Linked DNA regions of Zea mays: region 1 is linked to region 2. The links are chromatin contacts, called in public Hi-C maps. All regions are on one chromosome and are shown on one strand. The core of a region is the stretch at or near the end of the contact, and the rest is flanking DNA. Distances in the headings are between cores, read along the strand shown. Region 1 holds the start of LOC103635747. Region 2 overlaps LOC103635738 (E3 ubiquitin-protein ligase KEG).

The links. Hi-C and Micro-C count contacts between places; a contact is called where the count stands out from the background.
Region 1: a contact with region 2 is called in a Hi-C map of tassel, with 2.8 times the contacts expected there. The contact joins the promoter of LOC103635747 here to the enhancer-like site in region 2. A contact is called at or near these places in 3 of 25 Hi-C or Micro-C datasets (ear, endosperm and tassel).

What each region holds. Positions count from the first base shown.
Region 1 is chr8:117,391,146-117,396,110 of Zm-B73-REFERENCE-NAM-5.0, forward strand. It overlaps LOC103635747, which reads left to right and starts at 2,374. Exons shown (of 14, transcript XM_008658128.4): 1 at 2,374-2,803; 2 at 4,078-4,150; 3 at 4,240-4,373; 4 at 4,453-4,767; 5 at 4,852-4,965. The coding sequence starts at 2,687.
Region 2 is chr8:116,611,265-116,616,247 of Zm-B73-REFERENCE-NAM-5.0, forward strand. It overlaps LOC103635738 (E3 ubiquitin-protein ligase KEG), which reads right to left. Exons shown (of 15, transcript XM_008658118.3): 14 at 4,227-4,415; 15 at 2,231-4,150. The coding sequence ends at 2,600. Among protein-coding and RNA genes, the nearest start is that of LOC103635738, 24 kb to the right of the region's middle. Within about 2 kb of position 2,782, at least 17 of the 20 cell types and tissues checked have an H3K27ac peak or open chromatin away from gene starts, as enhancers often do. A contact at or near this core is called in ear, endosperm and tassel, where this site is marked.

The DNA of each region.
Region 1 (4,965 bases), core at 1,124-3,623, 780 kb after region 2:
AAATATTCGTCCTTCGATAAACATCAACAATTTCTCCCTCCTGACCATCCATTCTGCCTAAACATCAAGAACTTTACGAAAGGTGTCGTAGTGACAGACCGCCCACCTGCAACGATGACTGGTGCCAAAATTCATCAATAGATAGATGGGCTCGTGGCCAACACAGAAGGTGGTTTTGTGGGATATGGTGAGCAACATATGTGGACACATAAGTCTGGCTTGACTCGGCTCCCCTATTATGACGACCTGCTCCTTCCACACAATATTGACGTGATGCACACTGAAAAGAATGTTGCTGAGGCACTGTGGGCAACAATTATGGACATTCCTCATAAGTCAAAGGATAACGTAAAGGCAAGAGTGGATCTGACAGCATTATGTGATAGACCAAACCAAGAGATGAAGTCGCCAAGTGGTGGAAAGACATGAAGAAGGCCTAAGGCACCGGTATAGGTTCTTTGCCGAGTGTCAGGACCATAGCACTCGGTAAAGAACCAAGATCTGGGCATCGATATAGGTTCTTTGCCGAGTGTAGTGGCTCTGACACTCGGCAAAGAAGCACGCTTTGCCGAGTGCCATACAAAGCACTCGGCAAAGAACCTGGCATGGGGACCCCGCTGACATATTCTTTGTCGAGTGCTGGCCGGCAGACACTCGGCAAAGGTAACTCCTTTGCGAGTGTCATCTAGGCACTCGGCAAAGACGTCGTCTCCGTCACCCGGCACCATGACGGTTGCTTTTCTTTGCCGAGTACTTCCTGGCACTCGACAAAGTCTTTGCCGAGTACTTCCTGGCACTCGGCAAAATCTTTACCGAGTGCTTGAGAAAAAGTACTCGGCAAAGAAGACTTTATCGATGCACTGTGTGCCGAGCCCTCTTTGCCGAGTGCGACACTCGGCAAAGCCGTCGATTCCGGTAGTGTCAGATGCCATTTGATAGGGATGTAGTTCCTAATCTTCTGTCAAGTTTAAGATAACTATCGATTTAATGGAAATCGATAGACCGATCTAGCTGCAAACCATAAAGATGCAAACCCTATAACCTTTTAGCACCATCTCTTTTGTGTTTATTAACCACGTCACAATCTAATTACCCTCATTGAGGATACTAATCCCTCGTGACAACCAAAGAATACAAACAAAAACATGATAAAATATAACTCAAGTATAATAATAATTACATATATATGACTAAGTACTCAAATTTGGGATTTCACATACCGATAACGACAACCATTCAAAAAATAGATTGTTCTAAAGCAAAATCCAAATACTAACGTGAGCGACAACTACTGAATATAAGTCTAAGAGGAATCCAAGGACCCCTATTTGTGCTCCCCTAATGGGCTACATGTTATATGACCTAATTACTCAAAAGATGGTGATGCAACATATTGTTAGATTTCTGGATGTTGACTTGTTTCGACAATTTCTATGACCTAATTAAGTGGCATATGGAGGTGGGGCGGCGTTGACGTGGTGGGAAACGACATATGGGCATCACCAGCGGGGGCAGCGAGTGATGAATAATTTCGATGATGCAGACATGAAATAATCGTGTGTATGCAAAAAGAAAAATAATTTGATATTTTTCTGTAACAATGGTAGATGAGTGATTTTTGTGAATAGTTGAAAGTAAAAGACATAAGTAAAAGTGATGTCAAATTTGTGCTAAACAAAAGTTGCTTTTGAATGTGAATTTGGATGGAAGCCATCTCTTTTGGTTGACTTTTGACTATAAATAAGTCCAAATTACTCCCCTCTTCTATGGACAATATTCACATAACCCTCTAAAGTATTTTTTGTTCATTTTATCTATCCACCCATTTGAGTTGCTTCAATTTACTTTTTAACAAAATTTGTTTTTTTCATTTGTTTATGTATAAACTGAGTTTTCAGTACAGATTTTGTTAGTAGCTAATAGCATATTTTAGACTAGAAAAATATATTATGATCTTTTTATAATTATTTTGTTAGGTTAGGGTAAATGAAATATGAAATAATGATGAAAATTCTTACCATATTTTTCTAACATAAGTTATAATATTTTCAATAACCTTAGAAAATACGAACTTGATAGAAATGAAAAAAAGTCTCTCACTAATAAGATTCTCAGGAAAAAAATCTTAAAAATAGATATATAGTATATAGCATGCCCTATGCCGTAGGATACGCGTGGTCGCGCCAGATTTGCGTGCACTTGTCATTCGCGGTCGGCGCGTATCTTTCCCCTGCTCCCTGCCGCTGCACAAACGTCGTGCGCTCGGGCCGCCTTGTTTCCACGGACTTGCCAGGCTCGCCTCACCTCCGCGCCTCCGCCGTCCAACGGCCAACGCCCATCCAAAATGCGGCATCTCCGCCAGCACCAACAAGTAGCATGCAAAAGCTCTGCCAGGCCCGCACGGGCCTCGAATTAATATTTTGCGTCCTACTAGTATATATATTTTCTATATTTCTCCCGTACATACAATCCTGTCCTCTGTCCTCTGCTCTCCTCCGAGGAAGACACATACCACACCACCGATGTCCGATGCGACGAGGGAGCACATAATAAAAAAACAATAAGACAATAAAATTAAATAAAATTATAAACAGAGAAAAGGACAACGTGAAATACCCTAGGCCGTGATCTTGGCGGCTGCGGCGCGTCGGCGATCGGCGGGGGTCGCCCCGCGGCCGACGACGTCATGCTGGGGCGGCGCGGGGAGATGGGGTACGAGGAAGGGGAGCTCGAGCTGGAGGAGGGCGAGGCGGCCTCCGGCGGCGGCCGTGAGCTGGTTATTCCCGACGCGCTCACCTGCATCGTAAGAACGTTCTCTGCTCTCCTCCTCGTCCTCCTCGTCGTCCTATTGCGTGTGAGAGTGTATTGGATCAATGGCTGATCAGATGTCAGTATGCGAATGCGTTCTCGTGCCGAGGTGATTAGTGTTGCTGTCGCAGCGTTGCGATTGTTTTTTTGTTTTCTTTTGCGTTACGGGTAGTATGATATACAAGTACTTGTTACCAATGTTGCAGAGATTTAGGTCGATTTTGCAGTGTGGTTGAGGTAATCACTGATTGACACGAATGCATGGTTGTTTTTTTTATCAATGCAACATCAATGCTTCAATCTAACATGGTTACATGAATGCTGTGGGGAGGGGGGGGGGGGGGGGGGGGGTTACGATTCTGCCGGTTCATTGCTGGCCTCTGTGGGGGATTCGAATTTGGCTAACTTGTTAGCTTTACCTGGTAAAGTATCGGAGCCGACATGAGAATGCAACTATGCAAGACTAGTTGGTAGTTACTTCTGCAACCGTTGAGTAGTAGTACTAGTTTGCGGTGATTTCTTGTACCCCTTGTGTGAATTATGAAACCTTCTCAATTTCAGTGCTAGATTTAGCAGGTTACTGGGACAAGTTTGCTGGTGATTGGCAGTAGTATGGTTTGTACTGTTGGTTCACGTGCACATTTTCTGTTCCATTTGATTTTGGTTATTTTCTGGTTACCTGTCCTGCTTGGTGAAAACTCTGCTATGTTAACATAGATATGTATCCGTCTGCTTCCGTTCTAGTTTCATCCCTAGGTAGGCCCTTGTACTTTACAATTTATAGGTTGGACACAAATCAATTTCTGCTGTTGAGATCAGTGCCTAGAGGCAACATATAGACAAAATTTATCTTCTACTCTGATTTTTTCTTTGAAAGGACTTCCTAGCTGACATACGTGGGGAGGTAACTCATACATGTTTGTATGTATTCAAGGGATTTAATATATTTGTTATATGATAGTTCTGGGGTTACCTCGATGTAAGTGATAATGTGTATTTTGAGGGCTGAATTATTCCTTCTAAGCTTATGCTTCACCGCTTTCTATTGATAGTTTTACACCCAGAAAGAGTGCATTTAACTTTGTTGTTCCATACCTGTCTATACTTCAAAAAAGAAGAAACGGCTTTCTCCTTTTACATACATGCTTTATCTTTTTAGTATACACTCTCATAGTACAGCCTCATCCTTCTGGATGATCAGCCTTTAAACTTTTACTTATAACTATGTTCTTTGTGCTAAAAGACTAAAGCGTGCTGTATTATTCACAGGATGAAAGAATCCAAAATGTGTTGGGTCATTTACGCAAGAAATTTGAAGGTGAAATAACTCATATGAATTTGGGTAAGAGGAGTAAAAATTGCCAACCTGTTTGCTCTGTACAGTTATTGATGTTATATTGGCTTATGTGAAAAATCGTTCACACTACATAGGTTCGATGTATGGATGCCATGGTTCGTTCTTGCCAACATACCCACGTTCCCCTTTGGGCTTTCCTCAATATAGGAACACTGCAGATCCAAAAAACCATGGCAGTGCCTCGAGATCCCTGCATGTATTAACAGAGGTACACTTTACAAAATTTTACATATATTGACTTACTAGGATTGATGCCTACATGTGACAATATTACAATGTGCTTCCAGAATGCGCAAAAGAACCATTTTGTTAAGACGGAATTAGACAGCAGCAGGAAAAATGAATACTGTCGAATATCCAATGAGAGTGATGGCAATCAACAGATGTTAAACAGAGCAGTCATTGGGTCTGAGCAGAAAGCACGAAAAATACGTATCAAGTTGAACAGCAATAAAAGTTTGCCAAGAAATACTGCTGCTATATATAGTGGCCTGGGCCTAGATATTTCCCCTTCATCATCTGCAGAAGACAACCTAGATGAGACTGCTGGGGCTCTGGTGCCTGAAGTTTTGCCTGATGAATCTCCACGTGCCATACTTGAGGTTAAATTTTACCCTGTTCGTGATATTGTGGTGAAGCCTTGTACAATTGATTTGAAGTGTTAATGCATTGTGCTTTTTGAACAGATAATGACCAGCCATTATATTCCTGGAGGACACTTGCTCTCACCCCTCAAGGAAAATGTTCTAGAATTGAAACAAAAGCCTAAAGTGATGGTAAAACAAGAAGCACCTGAATTT
Region 2 (4,983 bases), core at 1,532-4,031:
TCATCATTGGCGCCGAGGTAACACACAGCGACGCCAGTACCATTGGCGCCAATTTTTCCTACGTGGCAGCCGATGTGGCAAGTCCCAGGGGGTCAGCGCCATAGATCTTGGCGCCAACCCCCCTTGACGGTGGGTCCGGTGCTATCCAGGGGGTCGGCGCCAAGATCTATGGCGCCGACCCCCTGGGACTTGCCACATCGGCTGCCACGTAGGAAAAGTCGGCGCCAATTATGTCGGCGCCACTATGTGTTACCTCGGCGTCAATGATGACGGCGCCGAGGTTAGGGTCCATTTTTTGAAATGAAACTACAAAAGGCATAATTGTGCAAAAAACCTCAAAAGAGCTAAAATGCAAAAAAGTTGGCTTATATGGGCCACGACATCCAATAAAATCACATATAAGTAGTTATCCCGGTGGTATAAGTACTATGTTTTTAATTTGACAATTAAGGTTTAAGTCTTGTTGATCCCTGTTTTTTTTTCTTTTTTATATTTTTTCTGGCACATCCTAATCGTGGCAGCTAGATCCACCGCTGCGGTGAAGTACTCGATGATATGATTGAGGACACCCCTTGGTTGACGTGGCAAGCGCCATGCGTGTGCTGATGATATAAGCTAAGGATTGAGAGGCAAACATGTATTCGATCCTGGCACCAGTATACCACACAAACAAAATGACTATCTCTGCAAATGAGACTTGCGACAGGATAAGTCACGAAAGAGACGGCAACAGAATTGAGAGAGGTTATTGTCCTTGCCAATCCAAGCGTCATATTCCGGATTTGGTGTGGGCTCGGAATCTAGGTAAATTATATAATCTAGTGCAAATAATTCAAGTGGCAAACAAACAACCATATTATGTGGATAGATTATATAATTTCAAGGTCAGATTATGATAATCCCATAATTTATTTAAGATGAGTTTATTGGAGATTATTTTTGGTAAAAGATCCACTGCCTATGGTTATGTTACTAGAAATTACAACGTCTGTCATTCACTTTTCTTCACGAACATGCTAAACCCGAAACCCCAGCACATTCCATCCAGCCATCGCATCGCTTCTCCAATCCAACCCGCCTGCAGCATGTCCATGAACAACCCGTTCACGACGACGGCTGATCCACGGTGGCAGCGCGGCTGCAGAGCTTCATGTCGCGGGCAGAGGAGGTCGCACCTCTATCCATGGCGTGCATGAGCGGCGGACGTGACCTTGCCAATAACACCGCCGGTGCAGGGCGCGACCTCGACCCCATGCTTGCGACACGCACCATCAGCCACGGTCGTGAACTAGAGAACGGCGGCACGGGCTCGTCAACTGTGTCATGGGGCGTCATCAACTGTGGCGCATGGCGCGAACTACCGAATGCCGGCATCGCCACAGTAGTCCACGGCGTAGATGCTGCCTACCATAGTTCGGGTGTGCTCTAGCTGCTCGATAAAATGTTCACAAGAAACATACATGTGCATGCCTCTGTTGTAGCTTCTCGTGGATGAATAACATTCATGATCAAATTGCCAATGCATTATTTGCTAGAATAATACCATTTTCTTTGTAGCGTACTTTCTTATAGAACAATAATATGTACTCGTAGGAATGATAAGCATGGATCAAATCGAATTAAGATAAGGCTTTATTTATATTTATTTTTAAAATAAAATAAATATAGAGACCTAACAAATTGTAAAGAAATATTTAGATCACGATCCATACCACCCTTATATACAACAAATTGTAAAGAAATATTTAGATCACGATCCATACCACCCTTATATACTTGTATAATCTACACTACCAAACAGTTGCATACGATAAATTATAATCTAGATTATATAATTCAGATTATAATCAAGATTATATAATCTTTAAGGTGAAATAGACAGGCCATTAATTCCTCATTTTGTGGAGATTCCTCATTTATTTTGTGGAGGTGGCATTAGAGGTAACAGTTGTGGAGGTGCCATTAGGGTACCAGTGAGCTCTAAATTTTATACTATAAGATTAAAGGATCAGACTCTATTTCTATTCATTTTTAAACTAAACTTTATTTAGAGCCCAACCATTTTGTGAAATTATTTAGATCACGATCCATTACCACACCAACACTGGTGCCACGCATACACAGCAGTGCAGTTTGTACCATATACGTCATCATACTCGTATGCCACTGAGCAGCTTGCAGTAACTCCTGGTACACGCGGCATTGCCAGCCACTCGGTGCACAACGAGTCAGCACATACAAGACCAGTAGACCACTATCAATCAAATTAATGTTCAGGTCCGAACCTGTACACTGGTATATATGGTACACTGAAACCCAAAAGGTATCAGGCGGCATAATTATACATGTAGACCAAAGGGAAAAAAACCTAGGTGGTGGTTATCAACTCTAGGAGTATTTCACTATCGCTGTCTTCTCATTCCCCGGTTATCAACAAGAAATACACCCTGCCATGCATGCCTATGCGATGATAACTATGTGCAACTTGCAACTCCACTGCAGGTTGAGATTTTGCTAAATTTGAAATGCTGCAAAATGGATGGGTGCAAGAAATGAGATATGGGGTCAAAAGAATACCACAAGCCTATGAACAAAAAGGTCAAAAGCCATTAGAAGCCTCCGTCAATAAATGGGCATCATCAAGAACGACATCAGCCGGGTCCCCAATCCAAAGTCTATCCCTCCACCGAAACTTTATCCTCAGCTTTCCGTTTGCATCCACACCCACAACCTCGCCTTTGCTCGCGTAGGTCTCCATCCCCCAGCCCCATCTGGGGGATACAAGACCAGATCGTATCCGTACTTTGTCACCTTGTCTGAAGGGCCTCACCTTTTCCACCTCCCATGCTTTGCATAACCACAGCCTCTCACAGAAGCAGAAAGCAATCCAGAGCTCTCCATCATCAGCCCGGTGGACCACCCCTATACTGCTGTGGTTCACATCACCCCATTGATACACTGGGGTTCCAACTGAGTCCTTAACCTTCACCCAGTCCCCAATACAGACTTCCTCCTCGTCCTCCACTTTTTCCACCTCTGCTGGGTCTGTCAACCAAGCCCTGGCACCAGCTGGTGTATGAATCCTCAGTTTCCCATCTGCGTCAATAGATGAGATTGTCCCTATGCTTGAATGACTATGATTGGACCAACCAAATCTTGGCTGGCGGATACAGCCTCTGATTCGAACACGCTGCCCAACAACAAACTTGCTAACTCCTTCAAGCTGGCTAGAAGGCCCAATCCACCTTTCCTGCTCACCACAAAAAGCGACATGAATGGTTCCATCCCAAGCATCACCTTGATATCCCACCCCATGCACCACACCAATGCTACCAGGCTTGAGTGATCTCCACTGCTCCACATCGTTCCTCAGCCTAACCCACTCTCCAACCTCGAAGATATTCTCAATTTCAAGATCTGCAGGATCGCCTCTCCACAATCCCGGCACACCAAAGAAGGCGACCCTTACTTCTCCATCAGCATGTACACCAGCGATGATGCCTCTAGAATCAGGGTTCGCATCTCTCCATCCCCATCTAGGCTCTGAAATTCCAGCACGGAACCGAACATGCTGACCAATTTTTACTGTCTGCACTTTCTCAATGTCTGTGTTATGGGTTAGCCACTTCCCATGCCTGAAACAGCCAGCTAACTCCAAGTAACCAGAGTCCTGAATGCTATGGACTACTGCAATGTTTATTCTCCCAACACTATTCCAGTCATAAGTAGGTCTGCTCCCAATACTTGGTTTTGGGCGGACCCAATCTCCAACCTCAAAAGCTGAAAGCCTCTCAGCGTCACCAGGAGCAACCTTCCATAAGCTTTTTCGGCCAGAAACCTTGATATTTAAAGTCCCATCCATGTCAATCCTTGATATGGCTCCAATAGTAGCTGCAGTTTCATTTAACCAGCCGAGGCGTGGCTCAGATATGGAAGGTGACACATGAACTTTTTCCCCTACTTCAAATGGTTGTGCCTTCTCGATATCTGCAACTGAGCAAAGAAAAAGCTTGCTTCTAAAGCAGAAAGCAACACCCACATCTCCATCATCTTGTAGACTATGAATTATCCCAATACTATTTCGAGTCACATCCTCCCATCCATATTTGGGTGAGGGAACTGTCACTTTGACTCTAATCCAATCGCCAACCTGCAAATATAAATGGAAGGTAATGATCCAAAGAAAATCGATTAAGGCATTAACATGAATATTAAAAAGTTTATACCTTGAAGTTCTCAATCTTTTCCATGTCCGATGGATCTGCCTGCCATGGTGCAGCCCGATTAGGAATATCAATGATGAGCAGGCCATCACTCTCGATGTCAATTATTTTCCCAACACTGTGATGAGTCTCACCGCCCCATGCATATCTGGGCTCTGCAACAGACCTCTTTACACATACTTGGTCCCCAATCTGGAATTTCGTTTTGCAAAAACAAGAACATAACTAAGAAAAAACAAACAGGCACCAAAATTCCACGAAAGCACAAATATACGAAAGGTGAGTTTCCATTGCTGTATAGCCCTACTGAATCTAGTTAGAATTGTAAAATAGACAGTAAAAATTGATCTTTATGTTTATATAACCATAAGGTAGTCAAATAAACACCACAACAGTACAAAGGGAGCCTTAGATGTAAGGGATTGTAAACACAAGAAGAAATAGATTATATACTCCCTCCGCTCCAAATTATAGTTTACTTTGGTTTTGTCCTAAGTCAAAAATTGCTAGCTTTGACCAAGATTTTAGAAAATAATATTAACACCTACAAGTTCAAATAAATACACTATTAAAATATATTTCATGGAGAATGTAATGAAACTAATTCAAGATTGTTGGTATTTGTGTGTTTTTCATAAACTTAGTCAAAAAAAGAGGTTCAAATTAAGACAAAGTCAAAGTGAACTATAATTTGGAACAAAGTATTGAATAGTAGATAGTTCAAATAATTGAACAGAACTATAAATTACAAATAGACATT